Regions from separate parts of the Anas platyrhynchos genome. Here region 1 is linked to region 2. A link is a contact called in public Hi-C data. All regions are on one chromosome and are shown on one strand. Each heading gives the region's core, a stretch centred on a gene start, on an enhancer-like site or on the middle of the called end of the contact. The rest is flanking DNA. Distances are from core to core; before and after follow the strand shown.

Region 1 (6,605 bases), core at 102-2,601, 54 kb after region 2:
TATCCAAAATGCTGAAGTTCAATACCAGAAATCCACATACTCTAAATAATAATAGAAAAGTCTCCAGTTTACCATGTAGCGTTTCTGTGTTGGTCACTGTGGCTGAAGTGAACACGTGCTAAACCAGTCGTAGGCCATGTCTTTAGACGTACTAGTCTTTTTCAACTGCGTAACTGTCTCCTCAGGAAATACAGGTTTTTTGGCTTGATGGTTATGACAGGCCTTTTAAAGGATACAGGACTCTTTTTTGGCTTGATGGTTATGACAGGCCTTTTAAAGGATACAGGACTCTTTGCAAAGCTCTTGTAAGGAAGAGCTTTGAATAATGAACTGTAGTTGAGATCCCATTACAGAGGGAAGAAATTCTCTCTCACTTGCTTAACTGTAGAATTTAGTGTGTTCTGTGAACTAGAATAGTGATACTTTTTTTAAATAAATTCTTAGCCTTAAAGACTTTTATTCCTCAAATGCAGTGTGTATGTTAACAGAAACAAGAAATCTGTAGGGCTGCTTTGCAGGTTTGTCATGTCTTGTATGTATGGTACAGGCTTGCTGTTATATGCTAAGGGTGAGAAGTATCCTTCAGACCGATGTGTGATCTCTGCTCATTAAAACTTAATAATGCTGGTAGATTGCGTTGGGTGAATGAGTAAGCATAAGCTGCTTTGCTCAGCTATATCAAGTTTTCCCCTTTCCAACATCTTATTCTGTGCATACCTTTGGGTAGGAATGCAGCGTTTTTACCTATTTTTCTAATAAAATAGCAGTCTTACATACAAATTGAATGTATAGATGTCTTTCTATTTTGATATGAGTGCATCAACTCAAGCAAGGCTATGGAGAGTTTAGCAAATAAAAGAGGTTTCTTGTTTGCTTATGTATACTATATTTTGAACTTGGGTATTTCAGGGATTCGTTTCTCAGAATAAGTATATTTCTGTTTGTTCCGGACAACCTAAAGATACGTGCTAGTCTCAGATCTTATACTCATGTATCCATCCTAAATGTAGCTAAGTAATTTACTGTTAATAGATAGGATGCTTTGCTTGCTTAAATACACATGCTTTGATTTTGAGGTGGGGAAAGTTGGAGGAAAGTGTAAATACACCTGAGGTAGATCAGTGTATGGAGAGACTTCTTGGGCAGTGGAAAAAGTAGACAGGTAATGGGTTGCTTGTAGTGCTTTCTAGAAAGGAAATTCAGGAAAAGCTTCATCTGGCTGCTTCTCTCGTGTCATGCAAAATGAGATTCAGACATTTTGGTTACTGTGGCAGGTAACTAGAGATAAGTGCGACCAAGGGTGATGTGGCAGTGGAACAGTCTGTGCTGCTGGAAATAGATTGTCTGCCAAGTGGGGCAGACGCTTGGGTGCGATATGCCCGTGCAGATTTTGAAAGGGTGCAGTCTGCACTAGCCAGTTATTTCTTTTCAGTACCTTGACAGAAGCTCATGTCTTCATGTACGTTGCTTTTTTGGTGAATGTAACAAGTTTTCAGTTGAACTGATCAATTCATCAATATTTATTTATTTATTTTATTTATTTTAACAATATTTTTTTATTTATTTTAAACTTGCTTTATAAGCTCTTGAAGTATTCTTTCTTCTTCCTCTGAAATTCCTCTGTAAACAGAAAAAAATAATTAAGAAAATTGAAGATAGGGCTCAAGTTAATGAAGGAAAGATGCCATAGTACTGGAATCAGATGATTCATAGTAAGTCATTCAGATATAAGTGGTGACACATTACAAAAGGGACATGCCTATGCAAAGTGGATTTTCTTGATAACTTTTTTCCTGAAATCAAAAAAATACTTAGGCTGCACTGGCGAATCATCTCCTTTGAATGCCTAACTGCCAGGAGATCTGGTAGAAACTGTTTGCTATCGTTCATTCCAGATGGAAAACTAGACATTTAATTTTATTTATTTTTAATCACTGGTTTAGGGGACAGTGCATTGCTTGTTGCTTTTGTATCACTGGTGTTTCTCTACAATCTGTTAACTGCTTGGATTCTTGTACCATCCTATTATTACTTGTGATAAGTGCTTTATTTTCATTACTTTAATACTTACATTTTGGCAAGCTGGAAATTTTTAGGTAAATCAGGTAACACTGCCTTTTATTTTTTGTGGCATTTTTGAGCAGAACTTGAATTTTACTCACAACAAAATTCGCCTAAGTGGAAAATATCATTCTCACTAGATGCTAGGCATGTTTAGCCTTTATATGGAAAACTGTAGCAGGTATTTAAATTTTGTATAAGAATTGAAGCTAGGTAATATCTTTCCCCGCTAGGTAATGTCTTTCCCCTAGAGGAAAATCTCCAGCTGTTTTCTTTGGGAAAAATTCTCTTTCAGAAGGGACTACAGGCAGATGGTCTTCATTCAGTATGTCTTCTGTAATTCATGCGCAAATATATTTTCACTTGGCATATTTATTAGTCTATATATTAGGTTTAAAAATCCATAATGAGAATGGATAGATTTCTGCAGTTAAAAGTAACAATGATGCTGCATTGAATGTATTTTACCTCAAGCAGGAATGAGCAGAGTTTAATATCCAGGTTTGGTAAGCAACTGCTTCAGTGCAGGGCTGCAGGCGAGATCTCAGGTGCTGGAAAGCATTCTCAGTCGCAGTCTGATTTTCGTAATACCTATTGGAGAATTGGGAAGTCTTCCACTTTGTTTGCACCCTATAGCCAAAGCATTGCCAGTACATGAAAATGAAGTGGGCTGGAATTTAGGATTCAGAGTTGGGCCTTAGGGAGAAAGGACCTTTTCCAACGTCAGGATGAGGTGTGAGGCTAAGAACTGTGGTGCTTAAGACTTGGCTAATGGTAAGTAAAAGGGCTTGTGAGCAGGATGGAGACATGTGGGACATGGACAAAGACAGGTCCCGTACTTGCTGTATGTATAATGATTTCTTAGAGAAGAATACACTTGTCCCAATTGCTTGTCTCAGCAAATTTCCCTAGATCTGTGAGTGACTTGTGATTGTGTTCTCACAGAAGCTCCTGCCAGCAGGATTTCTGCTTGCTTCCTTCTCTCTAGACCTTAGAACAACATGTACTGAGGAGTGCTGGAGAAGAGTCCTGGAGCTGTGTTCTGGCCTTGCTGCTTCTACAGTTGCTGTGCAGTGCAATCAAATCACTGAGATGTAACTTCCACTGGCAATCAGACTTGTTTGTTTGTTTTGGAATCATTACCTGGGATATGTCAATATAGCATATGGAAGAAGCGTTTTGAATATACCTCTTTGAGGTAAATAACGTAGGGGCACTCTGCACAGTCAAGTCTTAACTTTCCAAAAAAAATAAAAAAAAAAATCTGTGGTTTTAATTCCTAAACTCCTGGACTTAGTTTTCCACTGCATAGGTGAAAAAAAAAAAGGCCTGCATCTCTGGGATGCTTTAAAACTAAATTAATAGAGCCAAATGTATTATGACGCATACTACAAAAAAAGTACCATTTAAAAATGGATTTGTATTTCCATCAGGAAGCATGCATGAGCAATGGGGTAAGATGTGGAGATCCACAAAGAGAAGGGAAGAAAAAGAATACAGTATGCTGACTGATCTTTGTCAGCAATATTTGCTTGCATGAGTCTAATTAAAAAACTTGTATGTGCTTTCTGAGGCTAAACCGCAACAAAATCTACCCCATAGCAAAGAGCTGGTTTAAGGCTGCGTGGCAAATACTGCTTCTAATGCTTTCCAAATTTTGTCTATTTGCTTTTCAAAAACTGAAGCTAATTTTCTTGTATGAATTGTAAGTAAATAGCATTGTAGTTAAAAACAAACTTACTCAGAGGGAATTACATTGAATTTAACTTATTAATATTGTGAAATACAAGACAGGGAGGCTTCTTAAACACGCAGAGCTTATTACCTAAACCTTACCTTACTACCTGCATTCAAAAAAATAAAGCAGTGACTGCAGTGTGATCTGCATTCTGGAAAAGCTGTTTTCTAAAACACTTATAAAAGCTTTGAAGAAAACTAATGCTAATCTGAAATACTGAGCAGTTCTAAAATAAAACAGATATAACAAAAAAGCTTTGGTTTTTGTGTGTCCAAAGTCAAAAGTGTTTTAAGAGAAGCGCTGTCTTAGAAAACTGGCTTTTGTTCTGCTCACAAACTTATTTCTTAACGTATTTAAATGGAACACGCGTGATAAAGGAGTGATGAACAAGCAGATGAAAATTGAGTGTATCCTAGTAATTCCTAATGTCCTTTGAAAACCCTCTTCAGATCTGCTAACAAAACCAGTAATCTTTCTTGTGAAGTTCCATTAAATGTGAGTTTATTCGGTATGTAGAAAAGGACCCAGAGATGGGAACAGCTTACTGCAACCTTACTGCAGTTGTAGTGATCCCATCACTCAATGCACGAGTATGTCATCAAGCCTGATTTAATTTTGGCCTTGGGTGTAGTTCTTGAATTCTTCTAGAAACGTAGAAGTGATTTGGTTGCATCCAGTGTAGTTAACGCATCAGAGTTTAACACATCAATTTAAAAAACATAGAGGAGGAGAGAGTGCAGATGGTAGTAGAATTGGAGATGGTCTTTGGGTTTGTAATCCAAGTAGTCCTACACAGTATTCTGTAGCAGGCACAGGGTAACAACGTGGGGGTTGAGGGGTGGCAGAAGAACGTTAATGGTCCCCAGGAATGTGTCTCCCATCCCCAGATCACAGGGATAGATTTGTTTCCTTGTCCTTCTCCACTTCCTCACCTAGCCAGGGTATGATTTAGAGAAGAAATGACACTTCAAAATTCCTCAGAACAAAAAAAATCTTTTTCTTAGTCATGGAGCATACAGCAAGCTTTGTACGTGTTGTCCACGCATCCAGTTCACACTGCTTTAACAATTCTGTTTCAACAAAGTAGGAATACTTCCACAGGAGGAAATAACGTTTATTCCGACGTACCTTTTTTTTTTTTTTGTATGGTTTAGTATAAGCTTGATACCACGTCAGTTGTCTATTTACTATTACAATGCTATTTCAAAAAGGGGGAAAAACGTTCCACAAATATCAGCTGTCATCATAGTTGTCCTATAACCTTGAATAGGCAACCCGGTGAAGCCATCAGCAAAGGGAACAGGCCCTTGGAGGGGTAACTGGTGTTCTTGAACACGGTGTGCAGCAGCCTGGGCTCACACTTGGAATGCTGCCACAGGCGAGTAAAGTCATAACAGTGGGCAAAAAGTCTCCAAGTGAGCCAATGTAGACTTTGCTTAAGAATCATTAACCAAATCCCTGTTTCTTTGCATGGGAGCTTCAGCTACAGCCATGTGACCAAACGTAACGCAAGATCATTACCTATCAGAGTAAACATATGGCAAAGTCTGTCTGTGTTAGTGCTTATCTCAAAGAGTGCAAGGGGGCTGTGACATTTCAAGCAAAGCCTATTGGTGAGGGAGTTTCTATGTGAGGTTTCTTAAAGAAGTGCTTCCTTTTTAATCTTGGTCTTGCGTGGGAAAGTACACCGAGCGTTTTCCTCTAAGAGACCAAAAGTTTTGCATAGCTCTTCTACCCCTCTGTGGAAGGAGAAGAAATGCTGATCCAATGTTCTGCTATGGCTGTGATCTTTGCATTTACTTGTACTGTGGAAAGTTAGTTTGTTGTTTTCTGAGATGAATTTCTCAGAAGAGTATGATTTTGAAGATAACTTCAATAGAAATGTTGCTGCTGCCCATGGAAGGGTTCCTTCTGGAATCTTGGTGAGTTTGACATGTATTGCTAATTACAGGCTCCTATAGCGTAATTAGCTACTAAATCACCTGCTTACATCTTTCTCTCTGGAAGAAGACTTAAGGTGGTCAACAGATTTGCTTGGTTTCCCCATTTTTGTTCCGTAAGTGCTCTGTGCGGTACTGGGAACAATCCTAAACCACAATTAAAATCTTACTTAGGAGGGAAGTTGGGTTTGTTCTGGTTGTTTGCTAGTTTTTTGCCAAGTAGACCGTGTGCTACAGTGGTTGTTTTGTATGGTCTCAAAAAGCTTTTCCTCTGGTTAGGTAAAGCACCTGCCTCATAAATATATATGCATGCAAACATAGGCAAGGTGAGATAAACTGGGGGAAGTCAATGCTATGCTTGATTTTATTTTGCTTTTCTACATAATCTCTTGAAATACATGCAACTTCTTTACTGTTTATATCATTGCAATCTTTTAATCCTCCAGCTGCAGCTCAAAATAAATGGGATAGAGGAATATATACTCTCTTTTAGGCGAAGATCTACATTTAACTAACTTTTTTTATTTTATATAATAGTTAAAAGTCATACCCTCTAAAGCTGCGTCTCTCTAGAGTAGTCTGATAACTTGCATGCTTTTTCTGCTGTTGAACCAGGCAGTTGTAGTGTTCAGTCCGGGTGTGCCTGCATGAGAGGTGGCGCCTTTAAGAACACCAGAACAAACAAACAAGCAAAAAAAATGGTTTGTCTTTGGACTGTATCGTGTGTTTGTATATGGGTATTCTTGAAGGACATAAGTTATTCAGGAAGACTTGTTGGTTTTGTAGCAGCCAAAATAACGTCTATGCTAATGGTACATGGATATAACTCTCCCACTCAGGTTATACAAACATAAGCATTTCCTGGA
Region 2 (6,584 bases), core at 1,177-3,676:
TGTCTTAGGTTGGCTGGGCCTGATCTAACTTTCAGGGAAATAATTATGCCTTAGTTTGTTTCAATACACAAAAATGATTCTGCAAGTCACTGCTGAGCTCTCACTGATTCTTGTGAGGCTCAAAAGGCCTTGGGATTTTACAATGCTGGTACCTCACAGGGTCAGTTCCTTCAAGATCAGAGCTCTCCCTCCTGTTTCCAAATAGTTACCATGCTCCAGAAAGCAAAATATTATTCCAAAGGGAGTTGGATTTCTTCATGTGCTGTTGTTTTTCAAGCTCTCATGTTCACAAGCAAATTGCATTTATGTGTTTTTCAATTCAATGATATAAGAATTGGAAATAATTTCTAAAAATATGAAAACTGAATATGTCACACCGTGACAGGATTCCAGAAGCTTGGGATTTAAGAAATTCAGCCACTGTTTTGAGACTTACAATGAAATTTTCAGAGCTGGTAATATTTGTTTGAATTTCAGTAACAGAATACATCATTAGTGACATGGTGTTCCTGTTCAATTCAAAGCCATGTTACTGTTCTCCAGCACATCACCATAAATCAACTGCAGTGCTTTGGTATAAACTGCCCAGCAGCAAATGCCAATTTTCTATCATGTGAATACATGGATATAGCATGGCCTGTGGTGCATATTCCCCCAAGTGGCCAAGTTTACTTTCCACCTTGCAATGTTGCCTTGTCATGCCCTTCAGCCCCACAGACACAGCAGCATGTCCTTTTGTGGGCCCTGTGGGGCAAGGCAGTCTCTTTATTTCTGCAATACCAAACACAGCTTCCTTTGGGTTGTTTGAGCAGCAGCACACACCCAGGTCCACCTAACGAAATCGGTATCTTTCTAGCATAGGATTCTAGAAGATGTGGTCAGATACTAAGCTCAGGGCTGTTAGAAATGTTCCCTGCTGCCCTTTGGCAAATTGCAAATTCTGCCTGTGGATCAGTTACTGAGAAAACAGTGTTGAAAGCACTCAGCTTCCTCACAGAGCCTTGCAGAGGAGAAATCCATTAAAGAGCATACATTTGCTTGTCTTTGGTAGTGTTTGATTTCAGGGTAGGTATTTAGACACCCAGATATTCAGCCAGGCTAGCCCTTGCAGCATGAGCAAGCCACCTAAAGCAGCAGGAACAGTCTGTGCTAAAGCTAAAACTAGGGCATCCTTCACGCTGAGCAGAAACCTGGACCACGAAACCACCCTGAGTAAGACCGTAACACTTGCCAGAAAACAGAAGTTTGCATGTACTGAGAAATCTAGGCTTCCCCCTAACATTTACTTCAGCAGGTATCAATAAAAAATCAGCAGCAATAAAATGCATCTCCTGAGCTGCTGGTTCCTTTTCCTGCTGCCCTTGTGGCTGGATGCTGGGAAGCCACCTACAAGGGCTCCTGGAGTGATGGCTCCTGCTGGATCCTTGAGCAGGAATCGTTACACTCCCTGCTGCTGGTTCTCTTCTTTCTGCCAAAAAAAACTGCGTCTCACCAGGGTGTGAGGCTTAGCAGTGGAATGAGCACCACATTGCTGGGTCTTAAGATTACAACATTTGCAACCACAGCACCATCTGAAGTAGGGCTTCAAATTCTTCAACTTTGAAGCTGGGTTTCTGACTTCAGTCATATTCACAGCTCTCTGTGTTCTGGGTTGGTCACAGATGAAATCTGAACAGAGGCTTCCACGCACCATGAAGTCTGCTATTTCTCTGGCTGTACAGTAGGGCACCGTGCATGCAGGATGAGCTCTGCTCCTGGCAACTGCCAAGGATACACGTATTTCATGTCCCTTCAAGTATGCTGAAGCTGACACTCCCCAAGCCTCCCAGAGCATTCTTTGAAGGGTTGAACAGTGGAGTGAGTTCTGTCTGTGTCCCCTCCCCAGTTCGGGAAAGACGGAGCACAGCTGCAGGGGATTCAGTGCATAGGCAGGTGGCACTTCGACCCTGACCCCTTCTGCAGCTGCTTTGGTGTCACCAGCAGACACCAGTGCTGGGGAAGCTGGCTTGCCTCAGGCAATGAATGTGAACGGATGGTGAAACTAAAGGTCTGGGTGCCTGGAGTCTGTGTTTTCCCCTTCCCAGCTCTACTCCTTCCTGCTGTTTGTATGTTTCAGGTGTGAGGTTGGCACCACCCACTGGACCCAGTGCAATGAGACTCCCGTGAAGTTTGCCCGTTTTCCTGTCACTGGTCTGATTGAGGGCCGCTCCTACATCTTCCGAGTCCGAGCGGTGAACAAAGCTGGCATTAGCCTACCGTCACGGGTGTCTGAGCCTGTGGCTGCCCTGGATCCTGCTGACAGAGCCAGGCTTAGAAGTAAGACATGTTTTTTGTAGCTTGCCTGAAAGGCTTAAGAAGCTGTATGAAAAATAAATAAATAAAAAGTCTGACTATTTACTCTTAAGCCTTCAAAATCCCACTAGAGGGAGCAATGCAAAAACAAAATATTCTTTGGAGACAACGTTTGCCAAGAAGGATTCATCTCAGTGCTCTTTGCACAAAGCGCTCCAACAGCTTGAATGGCTTTGCTGGCTACAGTGCTGCACTCTGGACTTGCAGAAAGCAGGGAAAAGGCACAGGAGAGTAAACTGCCTGAAGAGACTTGCTTTTGTTCCACCAGCAAAATAGCTGAGTGGATCCTGTGAATAGTCACCCTCTGTGCTGCAGGCAAGGGTGGCTGATTCTGCACTCATGTGATGACCAAAGTCTTTCAATAACATCAGCAAAATATCAGGGCAGCCCAACAGATTATTGATCCCAAGCCCTCTGCTTAACTGTTAACTTTTTACAAGTCGAGCATATTTCTCCTGTAGCCTGGAGACGTCCTAGACACAAAGGCCTTGGTGATGAGTTTATCTAAAAGTTTGCTTCAAATTCCCCTTCTCCACCCACATCCCAAAATCACATGCCTGAAATCCAGGTATTTCTACTCATCACTGAAGTTTTACTATTTAAAATGGCCAGGTATGACACTACTAGGAAATACTGTGGTCACACGTGAAACCTGAAATCTGGGAGGGCTTTTGCTTTTCACTGGGAAGTGTGGAAGCTGTCTCAGGAGAGGGAGTCTGATTTTGGTGACCTGTTGCATCTCCTTTTCTCCCTCATGATCCACTTTTCTTCCCATCTGCTCCATCTCTACTCTAATTTCCAAAACAAATCAGCCAATGTAAGGTGAAGCACACGGAGGTGGAGAACAGCAGTTGCAAAAATTATCTCTGAAAATGCATTGACCTGGCTGACAGCATTGAGCTACATAGCTGTGATAATATGATAATGCAAAGGCACTGAGAGAGCCACCCAAAGCATATCAAGTTGGTGTGTTGAGTCAGGCTGAGTAATTTCTGTCTGTGACTATGACCCTTGTTCTGAAAGCTGGAAATGTGAGGGAAAGTGGGTTAAAAAGAGACGAAGAGCAGCCTTGCCTCTTCCTTTAATGAGTGAGCTTATAAACCAAATGAACAGAGTATGGAAAATGAAGTTAATTCTCTAAAAACAAGTGAGCTTAATACCTCTGAGTGAGCTAAATACCTCTGCTTGTCACTTAAGTGACTTCAGAGAAATTTCAGCAAGGAATATGTGCCTCTGTTGATTAATTTTTTCTTGATGTATTGATTACAGAACTGCTTTAAACTAGGTTTGAGTATCCTTACATGAGTAACAGTCACAGCAGTCACCAAGAACTGAGCTCATGTGAATCCTGCAAATGTTAGTTTTGAACCACAAAGGACTCAGTTTGCTCAATATTTCAAAAGTTCATGAAAGTTCTCATTTCCATCCTCTCTATGACATCTGTTTCAGGTCACCCTTCCGCTCCCTGGACAGGACAGATTATTGTCACTGAGGAAGAACCTGCAGGTAAACACAGCCCTTTTGCCTACAAAAGTCTGGCTGAGTAACTAGGAAAACTTCCATCGAGTTCAATGGACTTTGGCACACACCCAAAGTTCGTTGTTCTGAAGAGTCACTCAACCTTGAACAGCTCCGGCTTTAGGTTTCGTTATTCAGGACTTAATAAATAAACATGTTTAACATTAAAACAATGACATTTAAAACCAGTACATAGATTGCTTTAAATACTATGTTTTCTAAAAATATCAGGTGCCAAGATATGTTAATACCTGTCCTATACTTTAATCACAGCACTGATTCTGATACAAATATGAAGGAATTCATACTCATTTCCATTTCCTACTCTTCTCCCCTGTAATTCAGAGGGTGTTGTTCCTGGTCCACCTACAGACCTCCAAGTTATTGAAGCCACAAAGAACTATGTTGTGCTTAGCTGGAAACCTCCTGGACAGCGGGGCCATGAGGGTATCATGTACTTTGTGGAAAAGGTAAAACCGGAGAAAATCAGAATCATGTTGTGGCAATCTTTTTTAACGTTTTCTTTACCAGCTTTTCTGGAATTTTATTTCCACTTTCAAACTCAGGCTAGGACTAGATGTTTATTGACATAATTGTTGCTGTAGATTAAGATAAAGTAGGAGAAAAAAAAAGATGATACATGTAATTACAAAAATGGATGTAGAATGTGTCACACACTGTAATAGCCTTTCATGAACTGTGTCATTGACTGGCCATAGAGTAGATAGGCTGGCAAACCCACTCTATAATGAGAAAGCACAGGGCAAAATCAGAGCTGTATATATATCGTTCGTATAAAAGAAGCTTGTCTTGAGGGACAGACTGTTAACATTTTGGAGGGAGACATTCTGTGAGAGAGTTTCTTGGCATCAGCACTTTCTTCTCCAGCTGCCTTTTCATATTTATTTTCTTCGTTAGCTTTCCATTCGCTTCACCAACAAAGGTGACAATTTTTATTTTTCTAGAACAGAATCACTTTTAATTTCAATGTCCTGCTTTTCTGAGCTGTTTTTCACATGGCTGATAGCCTAGAAAGATCTTCACCACCGCCATTTTAATAGTATCTCATGGTTTCCACAAACTTTTTCATCTGTGCTTTTCCCTATCACTCTAGAGCTGTCATCATGGGAGATATAAATATCTTCCCATTATGTGTTTTTCATCTCTTATGAAATCTAGTCTAAATAAATGAGTTTCACTTAGCAACAGTCTCAGAGAGGATGAATATATGAATTTTGATTTTCCATATAAGAAAGCTTTTTGATAACCTATTGCTTGCTGAGTACCGAACATTAATGTCACGTATTGAGATAATGTTCTCCTGAGAATTTGAAATCCCTCAGAAACAGGACCTATTATTTGAAATTATCTTTAATGTAAGGCAAAAGTTGATTGTTAATATTAGCAGTATAAGTGACCATGGTATGTAGAGCTTCTAGCAGCAGAAATAAAAACAATTCACAAATAAAATGCACATGCTTTTATTTCGTATTTTCTCCTCTGGGAAATGGAAGTCAGATTAATTAATTCTGATTAATTCTGGAAGCCACCCAAAAACATCCTCAGGAGTGGCATAATGGCATCTAGAAGCAATGTGGTAATATTAGAGTTTTGTTCTCTGGATGATGTTGAATGACTACAGAACTTCTTTTGAGGGTGGTCTATAGGTTTAGGTATGGAACTGAATACAGTTGATAGCAACATCACTTCCTTGCTGTGGAGAAGTGTTTAGCTTTGATATATTACAAGCAGTAAGCTTGTATGTGTGACTTCTGGAGTAGGTGGACAGATTCATAAGCTTTGAAATACACCTTATTCTGTGGAATGGCCACAACCAGGAACATGACTCCTTGTTTTCCATGTTAGATGTGCATTTGATGGTCCATGTAGAAAGCCTTGTCAGGTTAGATTCTCATTGTTCAAAGAGTTCTGTTTCAAAAGTTGTTTCTGTGTTTGCAGTGCGTTGCTGGCACCGAGGAATGGCAAAGGGTGAACACTGAAATCCCTGTGAAGTCTCCTCGCTTTGCAGTTTTTGATTTGGCTGAAGGCAAATCCTACTGCTTCCGGGTTCGCTGTTGCAATTCAGCAGGAATTGGTGAGCCTTCAGAAGCAACTGAAGCCACTGTGGTAGATGACAAACTTGGTAAGTGTGTCGTCATAAGTATTAAGTTACCTTCATGATTCCTTTTCAGTTTATGATGTAATTGTTTTGCTTGAAGATAGCTGTCCAGCTGCTAAATCAAATATGAAGAGTAGTCAGTGATATATTCCCTTTAGTTAAGATAATTTTGGATTGTGTCTTTGAACCTCTAACATATAGTCAAATGGCAGATAGAAACCAAGGGAATTAAGCTGCAAATAATAATGCCAAGAACTGTAAAGATTCAAACAATGGAAGAAAATGAAAACTTAAGAAAGGACAAAACAGTTCTGTTTTACTTAGAGTCTTTATTGAAAATAAGCCCAGACATTAGCAGAGTTTAACCTTCCTTGTTTGCCAAATCAAACAAAAGTGAAGAATTTAATACTTCTGTGGATGCAGAAACTATTTCTACTGGAAGAAAATCCCAGATGTTCACCACAGTAAAGCCTTAGTAGAGTGTCTACTGGCTACATAGTAGCTTTGTCTATACCAACCTTTTTTTTTTTCAGAACAGCAATGCAGATTTGAGTCTCAGGTCATCTCTGTTTGCTTCATACTGCTCATCTCTGTT

What was found. A called contact is a pair of places that touch in the nucleus more often than the background predicts.
Region 1: a contact with region 2 is called in a Hi-C map of skeletal muscle, with 4 times the contacts expected there. The contact joins two enhancer-like sites. A contact is called at or near these places in 2 of 8 Hi-C or Micro-C datasets (liver and skeletal muscle).

What each region holds. Positions count from the first base shown.
Region 1 is chr2:52,923,585-52,930,189 of IASCAAS_PekinDuck_T2T, forward strand. All of the region lies in intron 1 of LPIN2 (lipin 2), which reads left to right. Among named protein-coding and RNA genes, the nearest start is that of LPIN2, 6.9 kb to the left of the region's middle. Within about 2 kb of position 1,352, at least 2 of the 8 cell types and tissues checked have an H3K27ac peak or open chromatin away from gene starts, as enhancers often do.
Region 2 is chr2:52,868,520-52,875,103 of IASCAAS_PekinDuck_T2T, forward strand. It overlaps MYOM1 (myomesin 1), which reads left to right. Exons shown (of 40, transcript XM_038174639.2): 12 at 2,117-2,316; 13 at 3,802-3,858; 14 at 4,216-4,340; 15 at 5,830-6,013. Among named protein-coding and RNA genes, the nearest start is that of MYOM1, 34 kb to the left of the region's middle. Within about 2 kb of position 2,427, at least 2 of the 8 cell types and tissues checked have an H3K27ac peak or open chromatin away from gene starts, as enhancers often do.